2 separate regions of the Astyanax mexicanus genome follow, and region 2 is linked to region 1. A link is a contact called in public Hi-C data. All regions are on one chromosome and are shown on one strand. Each heading gives the region's core, a stretch centred on a gene start, on an enhancer-like site or on the middle of the called end of the contact. The rest is flanking DNA. Distances are from core to core; before and after follow the strand shown. Region 1 has its middle 89 kb from the start of LOC103047820. Region 2 has its middle 20 kb from the start of LOC103047820.

What was found. Hi-C and Micro-C count contacts between places; a contact is called where the count stands out from the background.
Region 2: a Hi-C map of muscle shows a contact between it and region 1, with 4 times the contacts expected there. The contact joins two enhancer-like sites. A contact is called at or near these places in 2 of 3 Hi-C or Micro-C datasets (both in muscle).

The regions. Positions count from the first base shown.
Region 1 is chr1:94,817,831-94,823,316 of AstMex3_surface, reverse strand. No RefSeq gene overlaps it. Among protein-coding and RNA genes, the nearest start is that of LOC103047820, 89 kb to the left of the region's middle. Within about 2 kb of position 3,001, the one cell type or tissue checked has an H3K27ac peak away from gene starts, as active enhancers do.
Region 2 is chr1:94,886,896-94,892,381 of AstMex3_surface, reverse strand. No RefSeq gene overlaps it. Among protein-coding and RNA genes, the nearest start is that of LOC103047820, 20 kb to the left of the region's middle. Within about 2 kb of position 2,856, the one cell type or tissue checked has an H3K27ac peak away from gene starts, as active enhancers do.

The DNA.
Region 1 (5,486 bases), core at 1,752-4,251:
GACCTGGAATAGAACCACAATCTCCCACATAGCAGCTCACTGGCAGGAAGTGGTGTTATCCACTGCTCCACACCAACCACAATACTTGCAAAGTTCAAGTACAACAGGCATGGCAACACTTACATTTAATGAGTTACAGAATTACAGATTTGGGATTATGTGGGTATTTTAAATAGTTGTCTTTATTGAAGATACATGTGAAAAATAATTCTAAGATGATCCTACTACTGAACAGTGTTATCATAACCCCTTTCCACCCCCCATCACTCAGTGTGATGTTAGCGAGTGTGTGTGATTCTTTTAGCTGACATATCAGAATTAGCAGTGTTTTTTTTTTTTTTTTTTCTAAGAGCATTAATCCATCTAGCTACTGGATTTCACTTGGATTGGACTAAATGGAATTGAATTGTGCACAATAAAAAAGTTACATATGTCCAGAATGATGAACTTTGTTGACATATTTTTAAATCATTTACAACCATGATAAATCTGTATATTATATAAAATTCGTACGGAGGAAAATTCATCATATTTTAAAATGATTAATAAATGTAGCTGATAACTCGCCAAGAAATTACTGTAAAAATAATAATTCATAATTTATTAACACAAATCTTGATTATCTCAATCTTGATTGAGAAATATGTAATATTTCTAAAGAAGTTGTTATATATGATATTATTTAACAAAATAACCAAAAGCCTTAATCTCCATGGACTCAGCTGTGGGCTGGACTACTGGAGTCCAAACAGCAGCAGCTGACTTTCTACAAACTGCACAAAGTACTTTTTTTGGCAGACCAGGCGAGCTGTGATTCATCTCGTACTGAATGTTCACGTTGCTGAGCATGTTTTGGTCCTGTTGGGTTTTTTTCCAGTCAGCCAGCAAGAAAGAAAGAGGGGAAAAAGGGAAAAATACAGAACTGTTCAGTCCAGTCTGGAAGTTTCACCACTGTACCACAGAATCCACTATCGTATTTCTTAAACTGACATTTTCATCCACACTGGAGCTTTGTTTTACTGTGTAATATCCACAACCACCTCTGAAATACCAGTCCCAGTAGATACAGTATTACAGTACAGCAGATGTTGTATAGCAGTATAGCAGTGTTGCTACACTAGGGTATAATCTTCAGATTGTGGTACAGTCTGTGGTACTGTTGATGTTGTCGAAGTGCTTTAGACAAATTCTGCTGAACCATTTGGCCAGAACTGGGTTAATCCTCTTAAATGGCATCAAAATAAAGCAAAATGTTTTGATAAGCTAAAAGTTTGTATATTAGGGTGTGTGAGATACAGTGCAGTCAGCTGCTAACATGTGAGCCAGCATGTTTGTTCTGAGTCAGCATGATTCTGTGGTTCTCTGAGTGAAAGGGGTGGGTGGGTCAGAGGGTGGATCCAATAGCTGTGAAGCATCAATCACTTTTTCAGTAGCTACTGATTCACTAGATCCTGCCCTAATGTCAAATGCATGGAGAATTTAGTACAGTATATGGTATACAGTATAGAGGCTACACAATTATACAGTATGAAGAGTTCAATATAATACAGTAGCATTGAGTATAATTAACAAAATATAGGAAATTGGATATAATGAATGCAGAACATTAATGTAATTATAATAGAGAAAAGACATGGCAATATAATACATCATAGAGTGTTTAATTTAATAGAGTACAGAAAATTAAGTGTAATAAGATGATGTATCATCACTGTCCAATGAAAAACAAGTATCTTCCTTTTGGTAAATTTTCAGTTTAAGACATAATCTAAACACACAAATCGTTCCTTATATTGTCATAAAATATTGATGAATCAACCAATACAAATGTTCTTAAATTGACCTAAAATAAATATATTCTACACTGATTTAATTAAAATTTAAGGAGTTTTATCTTTCTCATGTAAAGTTGCTGTTTGGGAGATACATTTTAAATTGGACAGTGACAATATGGACCTTAGTATAAGACGATAGGGACTTCAGTGCACTAGAGTATAGTAAGTTCAGTACAACACAGTAAATAGAGTATAGAGAGTATAAAGGAAAAGAGTGTGGAGGCTTCAGTATAATAGTGCATAGGGAGTTCAGCATAACAGAAAATAGAGTATGGTGAGATTTGTATAATAAAGTGTGGAATCTTCAGTTTAATAGAGTATATTTAGTTCAGTATAACACAGAAAATAGAGTATAGAGAGTTATTGTAGCTTAATAAAGTGTAGATTCTTCAGTATAATAGAGTATAGGTAGTTCAGTATAACAACAAATAGAGTATAAATAGAGTATAATAGTTTAATAGAGTGTAGAGTCTTCAGTATAATAGAGTATAGAGAGTTCAGTATAGTTTAATAGAGTGTAGAGAGTCCAGTATTATAGAGTATAGAGAGTTGAGTTTTGTGTAATATGTGTGTATGTGTAAAGATTTCAGTAGAGCAGTGTGTGTTTGTGTTTCATGCATCAGCACAGTGATTATACTGGGCTCCAGATGAGAATGATCAGTATATTTAAAGGCATGGGAGTGATTAAGTCTTTTGTATGGGATTTAAATACTTAGCATCGAGATCAAGCATCTAAAATTATAACTATAAGTTAGAAAAAGTGACTCTGCAACATCACAACAGCACACCACTCATTACTCATAAATGCTTGTACGCAGTTCATAGTCGTGTGTGTGTGTGTGTTTTTTTTTTTTCCCTCTACTGTAAATGGAGTCCTACTCTGAGTGAGTCACCCGTGCCTGGGTAGAGTCCTGCAAGCTCAGTGCCGAGTGAGTCAGCTGTTATATGATCGCTCAGTGGGCCTGCACTTAGTCTCCTCCCTCTGTGGCCACCCACACTGATATCATCATCAGCGGGAGGCAGGCGGCACCAATCGTAATTCACTCCTGTGGAGGTGGGCGTCACACACCCCTGAGTCATCCTGTTACAGCCCGGAGAGCTTAGCAACTCACATAACTCGCCTGACTGTTTGTTTCCACATTACGGTGGGACAGAGTTATGGTTATGACACTGTTGTTGTTGTCGTTGCTGTAGGGAGCCTTGGTAACTTGAGGTTTGAGGTGTTTTGTTGGAAGTCCATGGTGGTTACAATCTGTCAAACCTGTCAGAGTGGTGAGGAAAACACACTGGATTTACAGACTCAAAACTGAGAGTCAATGGAGGAAATGATACTATGTAAGAGGATTGGAATGAAGGGTTTGGGATGAGAGAGCATAGTGTAGAGTTCAGTAAATAAAGCACTGGCGTGCAGTTAATACAGTGGGTACCCCATTCTGCAACCCCCCTCCCCCTCCACCCACCGACCTACACATAGATATATTTATTTATATTACAACTACATATTCTCTGTCTCGACTTAGTTATATGAGTTTAATGCACATGAACAAAAATACAGCTACAAACTACAAAATCAATGCTTAATTTTCCTACAAGTACAGCCAGCCAACAAATATCACTTGTTTGTATGCCTACAAGAAGCCAGGTCAGCCAAAACATTAAGTACACGCAAAAACTCACCAGTCAGACGGCCTGTTATTGTAAATTAGTTTCAGAATGCTTTTTAATGTGAAGTGACACAATATTTGTCTCATTTACCATTGCAACTCCATTATAGTTAGATAACTATTGAACTAATCCAGCATGCGCTTCATTTAACACTAAGCAATGCGTAGCCCCTTCAGCAGAGCCCCGAGAAGGGGTTACAGTCATGTCCCTGCCCCCTTAGTGAAAATCATGAGTCTGATTGGTTGAATTGTCCTGCGACTTTTCTAACATACTCATTACTACACCCTTTTCAAAATGAGAAAAAGGGTCCACGCAGACACGTGGGGGCAGAAGCCATTTTAAAAAGCTTTGATTGGTTAAAACAGCTGTCAGTCAGATAAGAGTCCTGTAGCAACTGAAAAACACAGACTAATGCTTTAAATGAGTTGCTGTTTTTTATTTTAGTTTTACATGCACCTATTGTCACCCCTTCTCTGAAGGGTAAAAAGGGCCTTACTGCACACCACTGAAATAAAGTATCAATGTTAATATACATAGAGAAATGTATAGTAAAAATGTTCAGTAAATGTTGAAGAGAGTTAGCTCGTTTCTTTACTATAGATAAAGAATGGAGAATTCAGTACAGTAATTAGGTAAAGTAAGGGCCCTATTTTAGCTATCTATTGCACACCAGTCAGTTTCGCTTTGCATGGATTGATTTAGGGGTGTGTACTGTGTCTTTGGTATCATGAGGGCGCAAAAAATATGCCCTGCGCAGCTCAAACCGCTCAAAAGGTGTGTGCTAATTCTCTTAATTATTCATTGGTGTGTTTTGGGTGTAATTGGAAATAAACCAAGCAGTTGTGCCAGTGTGACAGTTGTCATTGGCTTTAAGACACTGGGTGCACGATAGGACCCTAATTGTTGAGGGAAGTAAGTGTCACCGGGGAAAGGACGCACACCAAATGACAAAATATGTTTTTTTTCCGGGTATTTTATTCTGATTTAGTTGTATTTAAAACAATAAAAATAAAATGAATACACTGTAAAACCCTAGCTTAGAACACAGTACAGTATTTGGTAGTGGCACTAATTACAGAAAATAGATAAATAACATTAATACCACATTAATACCATTAACAGAGCTCTTTTAATATTTGTTTTTAAGCTCACCTCGATTTACTCAGCTTTACTCAACAAGATTTGAGCATTTCTTTAAGAGAACTTGGATAAACAGCTTCTGTAACCCAGAAAAATACAAGGCTTGACCACGAGGAGCACACTACCCCACAGAAACAATGCCATCTGCCCGCATCTGGTTGTGAGTCATCCAAAATACATGTTTAGAAAGGCAATATAGGCATCTACTACTGTTATAGGCCAACTAAACCTTATATTGTTCAGTATTTCCTGATTTTTACCTCTTATTTCATTAGGATGGCTCTGGATGGATCCTAAAATGGAGCACCACCATACACTGCAGCTTGAGCCTCCTTCTCTACCATGCTCTTAGTTCCTCCCTTTCCTCTCTCAGGGTGACAACACTTCTGATTGTGTTTCTTAAAGTTACAGACACACATTTTAAAGGTGTATACTCAATTCACCACCTGGCTACATAAGTAACTATTGATAGTTGAGTTGAGTCAAATTGAGTGTTCAGTAAAGCAAATTGAGAATGAAGAGTCCATTACAATAAATCAAGTAAAAGGAATTCAGTACAAAAAGCAACCTGTAGAAAGTTTAAATATTCCACTCCAATTCCAAAGAAGTTGTGAAGCTCTGTAACCCAATAAACAATAAAATATAGAACGCATATCAGTGAGACTCATTTAGAACTTGATGGCAGACTGGGTATAAAAAAGCGTTATAAAGAGGCAAAGTCTCTCAGAAGCAATGATGATGGTGAGTGGTTCATGTATCTGCTAAAAACTATGTCTACAAATCCTGGGAAAATGTTTCTCTACATTAAAACTCTGAAGACTTTGGGTATCCCACAGTCTACAGTAC
Region 2 (5,486 bases), core at 1,607-4,106, 69 kb before region 1:
AGTGATGATTCTCCAGACAGAAATAATTTTGACTAAGTCTCTGGACAACAGGTCATTACATCATGCTGAAAATTGAAAATGTGCTCACGTCATGAGGCTGGTCGCTCTGCAGAGCTTCACCCAGGCAGCGCAGGGTGGGTGGAGTGGGGTCTATAGGTGAGGATGAACACGCTGATGATGATGATGATGATGATGATGAGGAGGATGATGATGGCAACAGTGATGAATGGTGAGGTGAAACGTGAAGCACTTGTAGAGGAATGTGAGCCAGTGCTGAGGGATAAAAGAACATTGTGTAACGTAATCTAGACCAGATGTGTCAGCACCCCCCTCATCAACACACACACACACGAGTTCAGCACACAATGTCACAGAACGTTCAAGTACCAGAGAACTGCTTTTTTAAATGAGTGAAAAAATCAAGAAAACAGTATTTAATTATATAAAAAGGCAAGCGCATCATTTTCTGAGTAGTGTCACTTTGAAAGGCTAGAGATTTTAGAGAGCTTGTCTTGAGCAAAAAACATTTATTAAAAAGGCACTTAATACTAAGGAAATATAAACGTGTATCATATTATGACTAATGTTTCCTTGGAACAGGAAGTGTGCACATGCAAAACAACTTTAAATGATAAAATTATATATATATATATATATATATATATATATATATATATATATATATATATAAATTGTATTATTATTCAGTAGTAATTCATTAGATTAAAAAAAAACAGAATTAGCTGTCAAGCAAAACATTTTTTTTAATTGTTCAGTTTTTTACATAGTATGAATCTGGTGTTTGATCTTTGTATCATATCAAGATTGTGTGCTAAATAGCTTAATAGAACTGCTTCAAAATTACTAGGAATCATATATTTTTGCATTGACTTTCATTAAAAGTTGTAAAGATCCTGTATCAGACATACAGTATAAAGGTTAAAGAGACATATACTCTATGTATAATGGATATATGATGATATGCCTTATTGCATATGTAGTTCCACTATTCATGTATTTATTGTTCCATAGGAGACAGTAAAAAGAGAATAATCATTAAGTAATAAGGAGAAGAGATAGAATGCAGTGTACTTACAATAAACTATGACTAGTATTTTCTTTTAGAAATAGATTAGACAGTTTAATGACTACTAATTGGCTGCACATGATCTTGCATGTACACAAGATACACTATATGTTCTAATGTGTGTTGACACCCCTAATAATGAATGCATTTGGCTACTTTAAGTTGCACTTCTTTGCAGAATAGAGGGAAATAAATCACCTATCAATGTGGAATTGGGTTTTCTGGAATGATAATGCTCCATCTAGTACTTTGGGGGACACATGAATGTTGGTGATCACCCAACATTCTGACCTTGTTAATTCAGCTCTTGTTGCTGAATGCAATCACATCCTCACAGCAGTGCTCCATAGTCTAGTAGAAAGTCTAGCATGTGCAGGATCAAATCTTTTTTTTTTTTAATACATTTGATTTCAGAAGAAACAATGAATGAAAAGGTGAAATGTAAAGAAATGTATAAAAGTGCAGTATGCTTGTCATAATACCACAGTGATTGCTTTTATTATGAAAGATGTGTAATCACACTTATACATAAAGCATAATAGATGCATGGATCATAGTATGTACTTTCTATATACTTAGCCTTTATATATTGACTGAGCATGTTTTAATCCACCATAAGAACACAGATCATTAAAGAGGTGTAGAGTAATGAACTGAATCATAATGCTCATCATATTACAGTAATGAAAGTCATGCATGCAGAGGTCGCTTTTTATATGTGTTTATAGAAGTGCAAATAAGCTAAACCTAAGATCATAACAGAAAGAGAGAGAGAGTGTGTGTGTGTGCGTGTGTGCAGAGAGGGCACAGGTGTGCTGCTTCAGTAAACGTGCTGAAGTCCATCTGAGTGGGCGGGGCTCCGGCTGAACACACACCTCCCCGCTGTGTGTGAGCCACTCAGCTGGTCCGCTGGCCCCGCCCCCCTGTGAGGAGCTGCACGCTGCGGAGTGTGTGTGTGTGGGCCGGGCTCGCGACTGTGTGCAAGAGCACGTTTCCCACGTGTGGCCGTCGTGGACCGGGCCATGGCTCTAAGCAGCTTTCAGGAGCTTTGGAGGGCGGCCGTTTCCTAGACGTACACACACACACACCACAAGCACATGGTTCTGCATGACACTCAGCTTCTCATGCCGAACTCAACGTGTCTGTCAGAAAGAGAGAGAGACCAGGAGAGGAGGGCAAAGCTGAGAGAAGTGTGTGAAAGAGGGAGATGGAGGGAGAGAATGTTTGTGCATATGAGAGAAAGAGAGTAAGAAAAAGAGAGAGAGAATGAGCCTGTCAGTAAGAGGAATGGAGAGAGAGAGTTTGTGCATGTAAGAGGGAGAGAAGGACAGAATGTTTGTGGATGTAAGAGAAACAGATAAACTTTGTGCATGTGAGAGAAGAGAGAGAATAAATGTACATGTATGAGAGAGAATGTTTGTGCATGTAAAAAGAGAAAAATATATAAAGTTTTTGGATGTAAGAGAGAATTAATGTGTATGAGAGAGAGAGAGAGAGAGAGAGAGAGAATATGCATGTAAGACAGAGTGAGAGAAAGAAAAAAAATGAATGTGCATGTAAGAGAGAGAGAGAGAGAGACAGAGAGAGAGAGATATGGGTAAAAAGGAAAAGACCAAAGGAATAAGTGAAAGTGGAGAAAGGAGAAATCAGTGAGAACAAAGTGAAAAGAGAGAAGGAGTGAGTGGGAAAAAAGGGAAAAAGAATTAATGACAGGAGAGGAAAGTGAGAAAGCGAAAGAAAGGAGAGAGTTGGAGACAGACAGGAGTCAGAAAGAAAGAGAGAAAAAACAACTCATACAAGAAAGAATGGAGAGAGTAAGTAAAAGAGAAAGACAAAAAAGAAAGAGACAATAAGTGGCTGGGAAAATGTGAAATTAAAATTGAAAGGTGAATAAAAAAAGGAGAAAGAGGGAGAACAGAGATAGGGAGAAGGAAAATGAGTGAGTAAAGGATTAAAGTAGTGCGAAGGAAAAGTGAATGAAAGAGAGAGTGAGAGAGAAAGTAAATCATAATGAGTAAATATCATAATAATAAAGTGAGACAGAAGTATTAATGAGAATATCAAAAGATCAAAAGAGTGAGTAAAATTGGAGAAAAGAGAGAGTGAAAAGAGATCGAGAAAGAAAGAAAGAGAAATAAATATAAGAAAGAAAAGGAGGAAGAGTCAGTAATTAAACAATAGCGAAAAACAATGAATAGAATCAGAAGTAAATAAAAACAGAGAGAGGGAGAGAGAGAGAGGGCGTGAGAGAGCTGCTGTGCTGTGCACTGGGCTGTTATTGGTCAGATGGATCTGCTGTGTTTATTGTTCTGTGATCCGTGCGTGCTGCTCTGTGTGTGAATCCAGGCTGTTCTGCAGAAGATCAGCAGTGCTGAGTACTCCAACCTGCACACTGTAGGACAGACAGGACGTGCAGAAGTACAGATGTGAAGCAGAACCATGAGCAAATGCTCTTAGTGAAAGTCAGAGCTGCACATCTGGATTTGTGTTGGAGTCGTGCAGCACATTATTTGCTGAGCATTCTCCCAATATTAGCCTTTGTGATACTGATTCTGAAAAAGCTTGTTATATGTAAAAAGGCTTCTAACAAATCTGTAATTGTCTCATACTGCATTAAAGTGTTGCTGGAAACTGAAGTTGGACACATCAAAGTTTGCATTGCAGTATGAACTGACTGAGTTGTAACATAAATGCTTTCCAGCATGGCTGAACAGTGCATCATTGGTAACATTTTAAAATAACAATGTATATTTTGTACATTTATTCTAATATTAATGTTGTTTTTTTATATTCAGTCTCATTTTTTCAATTTCTCACACAAACTACATTAACCCAAAAGAGCCCATGACAAAATATGGTCACAGAGCCTTTAAAAGATGTGGAAAGTTTCTTACAGAACTCCGTTCTTCACGTTAACTTGTCTTGATATAGTCCTGATATACAAAACATGCTGAGTCAGTCACAGAGCAGTTTGTGAGTGTGTAATCATTTGACCTCATTTACAGAATGTATGCAAACCTTTAGAAAATATATCAACTCTATCTCTTCACAACACAATGGCTGGCAAGAAATTCAGGTAATTAACTCTTGACAAGTTCAGCACAGCTGTTAACTGAAAGCCAAGATATGCAAAGATATGCAAACATGTCATGTAAGCAAGAGGTGTGTACTTAGAAGGATATAAAATATAAAACATATTCTGGTTTGTTTAACACTTTTTTGTTTACCAAATAATTACATATTTTTTGCTTGATAGTTTGAAATACTTTTTTAATATGCAATGCAAAAATAAAAATAAAAAATAAATAATTACATTTTTACTGGCACTGTATATGTGATGTTATAGTGCAATTCTAACCATAGAATATATACAGAAGTCATGTGACTGCAAGTAAAATGATTAATAAGAAATTAATGAATAATAAGAAAACACATACCATATTTTTTGTGCTCCAGATTATAAGGCATAATGAACGTCTATTTTCATTTATAAGGTGCACTGGATTATAAGGCGCACTGACGATTTTTGGAAAAATTTTAGAATTTAAGTGCACTTAATACAATACAATGTATATGAAAACCTATTGAACTGATTAATTACCTAATTGACCTGATGTAGTTATTTTGAATGTATATTTAGAACTGGATCCAGACTTTTATGGGTTAATGCAGCTAAATCAGGTGGTTGAGCTTCCCCTCAGAGAAACTTGCTGCCTGACATGCACTTTTACAAAAGCACTGTTGCTGTGTGCTGCTGGGAGAGTGCTGACCAATCAGTTCAGATGACGTTCAGATGAGCGTTTCTGTGAATGTACTGGTGGTTCCTCAGAGTGGCTTTAGTTTGCAGCTCAGCTTTGCAAGAAGTCTGCATTAAAAACTTGCAGGTTTCTTGAGTGCAGGCCTGTCCTTATCTGTGTGTGGTCACTGGAACAGTTTGTATTTTTGAGACTTTTCCACAGGGCTGTTGTTATGATGTGTGCGTGTGTGTGTGTGTATTTGTGTGAATGCGTGAGTGTGTGCGTGTTGTCCTCTGCTGGGAACAGGAATATCAGGTTTCCTCTGCGTGCGTATATGTGTGTGAGTGTGTGTGTACAGTGTGTACTCACTGCTTCCTCTGTGTTCTCCTGCTGTCAGCATAGAGCAGCATTGTGTCAATGCTCTCTCTTTCTGCCCCCCTCCCTGCCTACGCATGTGTGTGTGTGTGAGTGAGTGAGTGAGTGTGTTTTATGATCCACACATGACTCCAGTGGCTGAAGTTCTGCTGCAGACCTTCTGGAGGAGAGCTGTTCTTTTATTGAGGTTATTGATTAACAGCACAAGATTGACTTGCAGAAACAAACACAGCTGAACACATTAATTGCTTACATGCTTATTACAGCACAGCGCAGTACAGCAAAAC